3 separate regions of the Mus musculus genome follow, and regions 1 and 3 are each linked to region 2. Evidence: chromatin contacts called from public HiChIP or PLAC-seq data. All regions are on one chromosome and are shown on one strand. Each heading gives the region's core, a stretch centred on a gene start, on an enhancer-like site or on the middle of the called end of the contact. The rest is flanking DNA. Distances are from core to core; before and after follow the strand shown. Region 1 has its middle 47 kb from the start of Fam20c. Region 2 holds the start of Lamtor4 (late endosomal/lysosomal adaptor, MAPK and MTOR activator 4). Region 3 has its middle 34 kb from the start of A430033K04Rik.

What was found. HiChIP or PLAC-seq counts read pairs in DNA pulled down with a chosen protein or histone mark.
Region 1: a FOXA1 HiChIP or PLAC-seq map of pancreatic cancer cells shows a contact between it and region 2. The contact joins the enhancer-like site here to the promoter of Lamtor4 in region 2. A contact is called at or near these places in 9 of 39 promoter capture datasets (the 3T3-L1 cell line, the C10 cell line, cranial neural crest and 5 more), 5 of 115 datasets of contacts at active chromatin or transcription factors (acute myeloid leukemia, embryonic hindbrain, embryonic stem cells and 2 more) and 1 of 9 other capture datasets (macrophages).
Region 3: an H3K4me3 HiChIP or PLAC-seq map of bone marrow-derived macrophages shows a contact between it and region 2, with 5 times the contacts expected there. The contact joins the enhancer-like site here to the promoter of Lamtor4 in region 2. A contact is called at or near these places in 20 of 39 promoter capture datasets (the 3T3-L1 cell line, 3T3-L1-derived adipocytes, the C10 cell line and 14 more), 2 of 15 datasets of contacts at CTCF or cohesin (large pre-B cells and pro-B cells), 2 of 484 Hi-C or Micro-C datasets (bone marrow-derived macrophages and cortical neurons), 19 of 115 datasets of contacts at active chromatin or transcription factors (Th17 cells, acute myeloid leukemia, bone marrow-derived macrophages and 15 more) and 2 of 9 other capture datasets (liver and macrophages).

Annotation. Positions count from the first base shown.
Region 1 is chr5:138,705,739-138,709,793 of GRCm38.p6, forward strand. No RefSeq gene overlaps it. Among named protein-coding and RNA genes, the nearest start is that of Fam20c, 47 kb to the right of the region's middle. Within about 2 kb of position 1,848, at least 34 of the 459 cell types and tissues checked have an H3K27ac peak or open chromatin away from gene starts, as enhancers often do. A contact at or near this core is called in acute myeloid leukemia, macrophages and pancreatic cancer cells, where this site is marked.
Region 2 is chr5:138,253,471-138,257,333 of GRCm38.p6, forward strand. It overlaps Lamtor4 (late endosomal/lysosomal adaptor, MAPK and MTOR activator 4), which reads left to right and starts at 2,012. Exons shown (of 4, transcript NM_001081108.2): 1 at 2,012-2,333; 2 at 2,783-2,863. The coding sequence starts at 2,331.
Region 3 is chr5:138,655,497-138,659,154 of GRCm38.p6, forward strand. No RefSeq gene overlaps it. Among named protein-coding and RNA genes, the nearest start is that of A430033K04Rik, 34 kb to the left of the region's middle. Within about 2 kb of position 1,440, at least 9 of the 459 cell types and tissues checked have an H3K27ac peak or open chromatin away from gene starts, as enhancers often do. A contact at or near this core is called in bone marrow-derived macrophages, where this site is marked.

The sequences.
Region 1 (4,055 bases), core at 598-3,097, 450 kb after region 2:
GGGATGCAATTATGATTATCCATCTACAACCCAATATCAGAGTTTTATCTGTTTCTTTGCTTTGATCCTACATTTATTATCTTTTATCTTACTTTTATTCAAGGGTGTCTTAGTGACTTTCCTATTGCTGTGACCATGACTAATACAGCTCATAAAGAAAGCATTTAATTGAGGCCTTGCTTACAGTTTCAGATGGTTAAAGTCTATGACCATCATGGAGAGGAACACACCGCAAGCTGATATGGTGTTGGAGTGGTAGCTTAGCGCCATGCCTGATCCACAAACACAAGGTAGACAGAGACCTAACTGGGAGTGATATGGGGTCTTTGAAACATCAGAATCCCAATCGCAGTGACACACCTCCTCCAAAATGGCTGCACTTCCCAACCCTTTCCAAACAGTTCCAACAACTGGGGACCAAATGTTCAAATATATGAGCCTACGGGGGCCATTCTCATTTAAACTCAGGGTCTCACTATGTAGCTCTTGCTGCCTGGAACTCACTAGGTAGACAAGAAGAGTCTCAAACTCATACAGATTGATGGCCTGCCTCTTGCCTCCTAAGTGTTGAGATCAAAGGTGTCCAGCACCATGTCTTGCCTGTGTCTTTGTTTCCACTCTGATCTTGGTTGATTTCTGGGAATATCCCATAAGAGACACAATAAAATGACCTTCCCTGATGCAGGTCCCAGAGTCCTAGTGGCTGTAATCCACTGTGATACAGAAAAGTAGAAAATGGCATCTTTTAGGTGAAATTTCATTGGGAAACATTTTCTATTTTATCCATATTCCTAGGCTTATTCTTTAAACCACGATTTCTAACACTGCCTAAAAGCTTTAGGATAAATGTGTCTTAATAAAGAAAAGCTGTTTTATAGCATCTCACCATAGGAGCGGTGGTAAATAACAGGGAGTAAAAGAGACACCGAGAGAGAATCATAGCCACCAAGACAAGACAGGACCACCATTACAAGACAGAAGCCACCAGATAGGGCAAGCAGGGCCACTGTGACAAGACAACCACCAGAGCAGAAGGCCATCAAGACAAGACAACAATCACTAGGGCAGACAGACAGCTTCATGACAAGATGACAGCCACCAGGGCAGATGGGGCCAATCAGACAAAGTAGGGAAAGTAGACAAAGTAGAGCCACAGAGACAGACACGGGTGAGTGGACATCTCCACAAGCCAATACCAGTGCTTCTGAGAGATGGATACCCCCTGACCTCTGCTCTTGGGTGGGGCAGGGCTGATTTCCTTTGTAATATTGGCTCAGTTCCCTGAAGTCTGCTTCTCCCATCAGGTCTTGAATGTCTGATGGTCCCTGTGCTCGGACCCCCTCCTCCTTTTCTTCTCAAACCCTATCAAATTAGTACCTTTATTTTGCAAACTGGATACAATCTGCATGTTGTGTCCCATGGCTGTAACTAAAAGCCCCTTGCTCAACATTGATAGGAAATGGTGTACCACAGGCTTGCCATCTCTGGGGCCCAGCGCCATACCAGTAATGGGGCCTAGAAACCTCCTGGCATGTAAAAATACCATCTGAAGAGACCCTTGTACCTCCCTGCTGTGGGACACTTTCCTCCAAGATTAAAATCTTCCACCTTGGAGAAAAGCTCATTAGGATTCAAGAAGCTCACAGGAAAGTGAGACAGTACTGTGTTCTACTGGGAGACAAGACATTTCACCCTGCCCTGAAGCTCCTAAGGTCAGGGAGCAAACCACTTGAAATAGTTTCTGGAAGTCCCTGAAACTGGTCAGACTCACCAGGCCTCTCCCTCCCCAAACAGATATGTAAGCTGAAAAGATGTTTGTGAGTGTGAGTCACTCTCAGATAAGAGAAGCTGCAATGTAGACTGCCTGACAAGTTGATCTGCCTGGAAGAGGCTCAGAGCAGCTGAGCTAATGGGGAAGGATACCTCCCAACCTGTTGAGCTGCCTGAAAATTGTGCAAAGTACTCCAGGTATCCAGCCTTTATACCTTTCTTTGCTGGGGTGGGCTTTGGTCATACAGTTGCTTGGAATCACTGCTGCTCCTGTAAGTAACCCTTCATCCATGTTTTGTAACCCCAAAACTACACGTGGTTCTTCAAATTGGCCTGTGGTGGCTGTGGTGGTTTGAATAAGAATGGCCCCCATAGACTCATGTGTGTGAATCTTGACCCATAGGGAGTGGCATTATTAGAAGGTGTGGCCTTGTTAGAGTAATTGTGGCCTTGTTGGAGGAAGTATATCACTATAGGGGTAAGCTTTGAAGTCATATATGTTCAAGCTAGGCCTAGTGTGGCATTTATTTCTGCTCCCTGTGGATCAAGATGTAGTACTCTCAGCTTCTTCTCCAGTGCCATGTCTGCCTGGATGCTGAGGTTATCCTGCCATGATGATAATGGATGAAACCTCTGAAACTGTAATCCAGCCCCAGTTAACTGTTTTTTCTTTATAATAGTTGCTGTGGTTGTGGTATCTCTTCACAGCAGTGGAAAGCCTAAGTCAGTGGCATTTTTACTTTGGGCTGTTGTTAGCTCCCACATATGAATAGACATTTGCCCCTACCTCCCCAGGAATAGTGCCACACAAAACCGTCCCTTTAGCTAGCAAACCATTAAAACAATGGGCCTCAAAAGCTTGGGATTCTCCAGGAACCTCATCTTTAAGAGAAAGTGAAGTTGAAGCCAGAGGAGGCTCTTGTCTCCAGGAAATGGAGTTCACACAGATCTGACAACTTGTCAGACTACCTTGTATGAGAGATGAGAGCTGAGACAGTGATGATTGCTGAGACAAGACACCTTGACAAGTCTGCTTGGCTATGTGCACCTCATGCCCTCTATTTAAATCTAAGCCTCACATCAGGACCCAGAAGATAGACATGGGGTCATGACTCTGCTTGTTCCTTTTCCCCAGTGTAACCACATTGAATAAAACTCCTCATTTCTTTCCACTATGACTTGTGTAGTTGGTCTACAGAGGACAAGTGGAAGAAGCTGGCTGTTAGGGCAGCTGAGAGGCCCAGGCTATGACACAAACAGTTCTGGCAACATTCCCAGCAGGAACACATGCTTTGTAGATATTGGCAGAAGATATGGATCAAGTTGTGGCTTAGTTCTCTGTGGCCTGGCTAGACTTAAATCACCAATAGAGAAAATGCTAATGAGTGTCTTAGTTAGGGCTTTCATTACTGTAAAGAGACACTATGACCAAGGCAAACAGTTAATTGGGGCTAGCTTTCAGGTTCAGTCCTTTATCATCAAGGATGGGATGCATGGCAGCAACCAGGCAGGCACGATGCAGGAGGAGCTGAGAGTTCTACATTTTGTTCTGAAGGGAACCAGGAGAAGACTGCCATCCTCAGGCAGCTAGGATAAGTTCTCAAAACCCACCCCCAAATTGACACGTTCCTCAATAAGGCCATACCTACTCCAACAAGTTCACCCCTCCTAGTAGTACCACTCTGTGGGCCAAGCGTATTCAAACCACCACAATGATAAATGCCAGTGAAGCTTAACAGAACTGAAGCCATCACGTTGTGAGTAACACCATCAGTAAGTGAAGGAGATGTTATATTTACAAATGATCTTCAGGAGCTAAGCTGGGATCAGTGGATAAAGTATTTGTCATGCAATCATGAGGACACGAGTTCAATCCCCAGCCCCCATGTAAAGCCTGATACTGTGGTAGGTGTGTCTGTAATCCCAGCACTCCTTCAGTGAGGTGGAAGATAAAGACAGGAAAATCCACAGAAGCTGATAGGCCAGCTGCGTGGTGTTCTCAGTGGAAAGCAACAAAAAGACCCTGCATCAAACAAGGTAGAAGGTGAGGACCAATACTCAAACATTGTTCTCTGACCTCCACGTATATCAAGGCATACACAGATCTCTTTAAAGGTTGATGATATTTTAATTATGTGTATGCGTGTGTATCTGTGTTGAGTATGCGCATGTCTGTGAAGGTATTCTCAGAGACCAGAGGTGTTGGGTCCCCTGGAGTGGGGGAGCCAACATGGATAACTGGGAATCAAACCTTGGACTTTTTTGAAAGATGAGCAAATGTTCTT
Region 2 (3,863 bases), core at 762-3,261:
TAAAATATTAAAGTCCAGCAATCAAAAGCCTCCCTTTGGTCACCTTAATTATCATGTCTAATCAAAACAAAGCAACTCATTCTATCACAGGTTTCTTATTTTACTTTTATAAACTGCCATTTGCCTAAGGACCATGCCTGTCTCCACTTTATCCAGAGGTAGTCACTTTGTCTGGAGCAAATATTTCTTTCCCCTCTCCCTTGTCTTCTATCCACACTCTTTGTCCCTCTGGAGCAAATAAATCTCTCCTTTGTGTTGGGAACTTGGTCCTGGTGTGTCCTGTGCAAATTCCAGTCTTTTCAAACAGAACATCAAAAGCAAAAATCTTGTACCTGTCAGTGAATGGTGGAGCACACCTTCAATCATAGAACTTCAGAGGCAGAGGCCAGAGGAGCTCTTTGGGTTCTAGGCTAGCTTAGTCTACATTAGTGATATTCTGTCTCAAGAATGACCAATCAACCAACCAACCAACCAACCAACCAACCAACCAACCAACCAATTAAGCCAACAAGCAAATTGCCCTTGACAACAGCTGCCAGGTAAACCATTTCCAACAGAGATCCCCAGGGCTCACGCATGGTAAAAAAGTTCCTGCAATGTTATAGAGAAGCTGAATGCTCAGTCATGGTGTGAAAACGTAATCCAGAACTCCAGCTAGCAACCTCAGCCTCTCCAGGTTGGTTTTGGATGGATGTCTGTAAGCTCCCAATTTCATGATTTCTGTTCTTTTACTTAGAAGCCTTCCCTGAAGAAACTCTCTGCTCTGCCCAGAACTCTGTCTGTTCGTAGTTGTCTTAAAGGGACTTCCTCAGGTAGTTTTGGCTGGATACTTGGATACTTGAGTACCTGATTTGATGGAAATTGATGTGCTTCTCTCTCTCTCTCTCTCTCTCTCTCTCTCACTCACTTTATAAAGTCACTCGTTCAAAATAAAAATTGTGGCTACTGTAGACCATTCTCTGGATTGTACAAAGCAGCTGTTGATATTTGTATACCCACTTCAGAGCAATGGTGCCAAGCACCTTTGCCCGCTGAGCCACTTTGCCAGCCCTACTTCAATTTTTTGGTCATGATGATTGAATCTGGGGCCTATGCATGCTAGGCAAGTTTTGAAACGATAGCTACAGCCTTGCCTCATTTTCTCTAATTAGCTGCTGCTTCTACAAGATGATTTGGGGTGGACGACTTTCTTTGTTTAGTGCTGTGGGTACAGACCCACACCCAGTATGCATAAGGCCCTGACTTTGCTTCTTGGCACTGAAAATAAATGGGGTGGGGGATATAATTCACTAATTTAGTGTACAACTTAGTAACTTCGGCACATTCACAAAGATATGCAGACTTCAATATGAATTCCAAAAAGCTTAAATCACATGCCCTGCCATACCCTCATTAATAAGCACTTCCTATTTTTTCTTGCCCCACTACCAACTAGTAATTGCTTTCAGTTTTTCTGTATTTGCAAGAAGTGTATGTGTTTTAATCAGGATCTTGGTAGGTAGCTCAGGCCTCAGTCTGGCACTGAACTCCCTATTCAGCCCAATCCTCGGCCTCTCAGGCTTTAAACTAGGATTACAAGCATTCGGCAATAGTCACAGCTAAGCGTCTTACATAGATGGGACCACATAATATATAGCCTTATGAACCTGCCCTTTCACAACCCGTCCTTTTGGTTGGGTCTGAGCCTCTGAAGGCTGAGTGGTCTCTGAAGCCATCTCCCTGGCCTGCTTTCTCTTGTTTTGGAGATTCTCAAGCTGCATTTGGTGTCAGGACATTATCATCTTGTATTGATCTTACACTACTGTGTGTACACAGCAAATTTGATTTACTCATTCATAGCCATATTTGGGCCGATCCACTCTTAACACATATACTCAAGGCAGAAAGTTAACACGTGAACAGCTTTTCACGTGTAAACCAAACCATCGTCTTTCACATTGGTACATTAGTTTCTCTTTTCAGGTTGAACAGTGACACCTAAGACTCCTCTTACATCACCGGACTGTTCTACTTTCTTCTTGGAAGCCACCGGCAGATGCATATTCCTATTGCAAAGGATAGAAGCAGTGCACGTTCGTGTGGCGACACTGCCCCGCGACTCTCCGGACAACTCTCGCAGGCAAATCCTGAGGGGCGGGGAAATGCAACCAATCCACGAATGTGTTCGGAAAGCGGGGCTCCGCAGTGGTTGATAAAGTATAATGACATACCCGCCATCCAATCCTCAAGCGAAGGGCTGGGCTACAGTCAGCTGGTGAAACCACCTGACCCGAGCCTGGAGCCGGAAACTACCTATCCGGCAGACTGCTTACACTGCACCTACGGCTGCGATGGTGAGTGTGGACGCATGCGCGGGTGTGCACGCCTGCGGTTCCGCGTCCCTGTTTTCCGAGCTTCTGTTGCCACCTTATGGCTTGCATTTCACTGTCACCTCCAGTCCACCCTGGGACCGAAAGGGAACAGAGATGGGAGGGAAGCGACAGGGAGGGCTGGAGAAGGAAGGCTCCGCTACCGGGTGTTCTGCAGCGGGGGAGTAGTCTAGATGGCACAAGGGGCGGGGCATAAGGGGACTGGAGTGGGAAGGGACATGAGGAGGGGTTGAGGGGCTAGGAAGGCCTCCTGGGTCACCTACATGACAAGTGGAAGAGCTCAGAGGTCCAATAGTGACCGTGGATGGAGACTCAGTGTTACAAGCCATTATGAGGGCCTTGGAAGGCTCATATCCAGGAGGGAGATGGGTTTGCAAGGCTGTCATGATTCTCCTTGTCTCTTTACCCTCTAGACTTCCGCACTGACCCAAGGGCTGGAGCGAATCCCAGACCAGCTTGGCTACCTGGTGCTGAGCGAAGGTGCAGTGCTGGCGGTGCGTTGTGGGAAAGCAAAGCGTGGGGTGGAGGGTGTGTGTGTGTGTGTGTGTGGGGGGGTCCTTTGGGGACACACAGCCCAGAAATCCCTTCAAATATTTCCAAGTTGTCTCTTTTTGTCTTCTCTGTGGTTCCTTGCTTGCCATATAGTAAGCTTTATGTAGTATTTGGATATGTGGTATAAAAGCTAATTACCAAAAGGTTGGGGAGGTAGCTTAGTACGGAGAATGAGTTGCCTAGCATGCACAGAGCCTTCTCTTCAATCCCAATACTGCATAAAACCAAACAGAGTGTAGTCCCAGCACTTGGAAGGTGGAAACAGTGGGTTAGATGTTCAGGCTTATCTTTGGCTACATATCAAATTCAATCACAACCTGGACTACATGTAACTCAGCCTCAAAAAACAACAAACAAACCATTACCCAAGTTATACAATTAGTTAGTTAGTTGTAGTTTGTTTTTATTTGTTAAATTCTTGTAGGGACGCACGTATGGGTGCCACAGGGGGTGAAAGTTCGAGGACACTTTGGAGTGAATTCTCCTGCCATGTGGGTCTTGAGGATTGAACTCAGGTCATCAGGCATTGAGGCAAGCACTTTTATGCTCTGATCCATTTTTGCCTGCCTCTAGAATTTTGGGGGGTGAGGTGGGGTGGGGTGGGGGCAAGACTTCTCTAGAGGCAGGAATTGAGCTACGCTGCAAGGGCAGAAAATTGTGAAAGAGAAAAGAACCCTCAGGGTTGGGAGCCGGGCATGCTTGCCTGAGTGTGCCAGTGCCCGAGTTGGCCGTGGTTTTGTGTTGAAACCATTTGAAGAGGAAGGATGCTGTGGTAAGACTGATACTGAACTTCCTGCGGCTAGCTTCAACATCTTTCGACAAATCTTGAGGGTTAAAGGGTTTTAAAACAACTGTGACTCACAGAAATGGTGTAGCACAAGTGTCCCAGGAGAGCCATATAAGCAGGAAACTGGACTGGTAGCAGTGAGGAGCAAGGACAGA
Region 3 (3,658 bases), core at 190-2,689, 400 kb after region 2:
CCTGGTTCTTCCAAAAGAGTCCCTAAGCTCCATCCACTGTTCAGCTGTGAGTCTCTGCATCCATCTGAGTCAGTTGCTGGGTGGAACCTCTCAGAGGACAAGCTTGCTAGACTCCTGTATACAAGCATAACAGTATTATTAATAGAAATTAGTGCTTGCCCATGGGATGGGTTTCAAGTAGGGCGTGTTATTGGATAGCCATTCCCTCCGTCTCTGCTATCCCCCATCCCTGCATTTCTTGTCGACAGGATACATTTGGGGGTTGAGAGTTTTATGGGTGGGTTGCTGCTTCTATTGCTCCACTGGGGTTCCTGCCTAGTCACCAACCCTACTTCTGGCAGAGGGTTGATATCCAAAATTTATAAAGAACTCAAGAAGTTAGGCACCAACAACCCAAATAACCCAATTAAAAATGGGGGTAGAGAGCTAAACAGATACTTCTCAACAGAGGATTCTTGAATGGCCAAGAAACACTTAGATAAGTGTTCAAAGTCCTTAGTCATCAGGGAAATGCAATTTAAAACAACTCTAAGATTCCATCTTACACCTGTCAGAATGACCCGCACATGCTGGCAAGGATGTGGAGCAAAGGGAAACACTCCTCCACTGCTGGTGGGAGGGCAAACTTTTACAACCACGTTGGAAATTAAATTGTCTGTTTCTCGGAAAACTGGGAATAGTTCTACCTCAAGACCCACTCCTGGGAATATACCAAAAAGATGCCCTACTATACCACAGGGACACTTGCTCAACTATGTTCATAGCAGCTTTATTCTTGATAGCCAGAAACTGGAAACAACCTAGATGTTCCTCAACTGAAGAATAGATAAAGAAAATTGGTATGTCTAGACAACGGAATACTATCCAGCTATTAAAAACAAAGGCATCATGAATTTTGTAGACAAAAGGATAGAACTAGAAAATATCATCCTAAGCAAGGTAACCCAGACTCAAAAGGACAAATATGATATGAACTCACTTATAAGTGGATATTAGCCATAAAATACAGGTACTATGCTATACTCCACAGACCACAAGAAGCTAAATAAGAAGGAAAGCCCAACACAGGGTGTTTGAATCTCATGTAAACAGGGAAATAAAATAGCTGTAGGAGACAGATGGGGTGAGGGAGCTGGGTGGGAGAGGGGATGGGAGGGGAATGGGGTAGGGGTTAGGATCAAGTGTGGGGAAGAACAAGAGAGATGCCCAGATGGCCATGAGACTAAATAGAAATCTGCAAGGACATGCCAGAGAGCTGTGATAGTGGAAACACCCCAGAATCAAAGGAGGTAACATTATCTGGACTCACAGCATTAGAGATATGGAACCTGAAGATTGATTTTTTAAAATCACCTCCTTTCTGACCAGAGTTCTGTGCTGTGTGTAGTCTCCATTTTCTGGGACAGAAAACTAAGCATATAACACTATGTAAGCATAGTGTTTGGGCGACCTCCTCTGGCCAACAGATCATCCTGCAGTTTTCCTGAGAAAATGAGGAGGTGTATAGCAGGCCTGGCTGGCCACCTAGAGTCCTCTTTGTTGCAAATGTCATTGGTTGGAAAAAGCTGTAGAATAATTCCTAGGTGGGCACTAACCTGAGCAGATTCCCACCATAATTCCCTCGTTCCTTCCACAGCCACATTCCCCAAGGGAGAATGGTGGGAGCTGTAGAGAAGGCTCAACAGTTGAGAATACTTAACTGCACTTGCATAGGACCTGAGTTACCATCACCAACATCAAGTCACTCACAACCATTTGAGATTTCAGCTTCAGGTAATCTGACACTTATGACCTCCTCAGGCATCTGTATTCACATGCACTCATGCACACACAAATGGGGTGTATGTGGGGTGTGTGTGTGTGTGTGTGTGTGTGTGTGAGTGTGTGTATGTGTGTGTGAGTGTGTGTGTGTGGGTGTGTTTGTGTGTGTGTGAGTGTGTGTGTTTATGTGTGTGAGTGTGTGTTTGTGTGTGTGTGAGTGTGTGTGTTTGTGTGTGTGAGTACGTGTGTGTTTTTGTGTGTGTGTGTGAGTGGGTGTGTGTGTGTATGTGCATACATAAGCACATGCATGCATGCATGCGTGTGTGCGTGTGTAAGACTGTGGTCAGGGAGGGTCAGCACCACTGGCTTGGTAAGGAGACCCATTGTATAGGACAGTCTGTCTACTGTGTGGGCATAGTTTGATGCCATGGGAGAAAAGACCCCATCACCCTCATAAGAGTCAATAAGAAAATGAGCTCAAAATCCCTGCTTCCAGGCTTGGTAAGTTTCTTCCTAGAATTATGAAAAGTGTTGAAGGACTACATTTGGATGTGGGTGGATGAGGAACGAAGGGCTAAAGATATATATTTTTAAAAAAAACCCACAAACAAGTTCTCTACACCACCCACCCACACCTAATTCATCCACTCACCCACTCACCTACCCACCACACCACACCCACAAAACTACCACTGTCAATAGTAACTCTTATCTCTAAGATCTGTACTGTGTTAACAATAGCACCCTAAAGCTCCCTCTAGTGGACACTTAGCTCAGTCTAAGAGAGGTAACCTGGCCGCTGGTCAGACAGAAACAAGTAAGAAAAGAGTGCCCAAGGTCACCAGGTTACAGACATCCGAAGGCACATGTCCAGTTAGCAAAGTGGAGATCCACGGGACTCGAACGACAACCTCCTTGCAAGAACCTCGACCTCAGGTCAAACCTGAAAGTTGGGAAATGCCCCTAATTCTGCTCCCAGGCTGAGGAGCCAGCAAGGAAATCAGTGTCCTCAGAAGAGCGACCAGGCCTGACACTCTACAGGGTCCTATATTCCCTACGTCTATGGATGAGCTTAGATAACCCCAGATGTGGCAGGCAATGAGATGACTTTCCTTTTATTCAATGCCAGTTTTTCAGTGCTGCTCACCCTTTCTGGCTCAACCTTCCAGTCTCCAATTATTCCCCTCACTGGTATTGGTGGCAAGCCTTAGCTGCCTGACTTTATATTCCCTTTTTATATCCCCATGCATAGCGGATAAATATCTATTCATGTCTTTCTTTAAGGTCCCAGCTAGTTGCCCCATTTTCCTCCCATGGTGAGATACCATGTCTAAATTTCAGCCCTGAGTGTCTTTGATTCTCTAGAGGCTCTTATGATATTCCAGACACCAAATACCCAGTCCTAGAATAGCCTAGGACAATATGAGAGCCTCAAAGACCCTCCCTATAGTCTCTATTATAGATCTCTACTTCATCCATGATCTCCCTGAAGCAAGAGATGTCACCAAAATCCATGAGTAGGATAGGGCCAAAGAGGTCCGAAGAGGACCCAGATTCTATTATCTCTGTGAAGTTTGAGATTTCCCACCAGAAAACTACTGCCATCTGTGAAGCAAGTAACCTCAGCTGGAAGTGTGACATCTTACATATCTGACCTAGCACTGCAGAATAAGGTCAATTGTACACATAGAGGAATGTTATAGAGAGTCCTCAGGGTTAGAATCTGACAGTGGGCTAGAGGGGTAGCTGTTCTGGACTGTGTACTTTCCAGGACCCAGAGGGATGCTCCCGTGGACAGATGACCCAAGAGGCTGCGGGCATGAAGGGAAACACAGTACTGAAATTACAACCCTTCCATCATCTCTTAGTGGCCGATATGTACCCTGAGCGCCCCCTT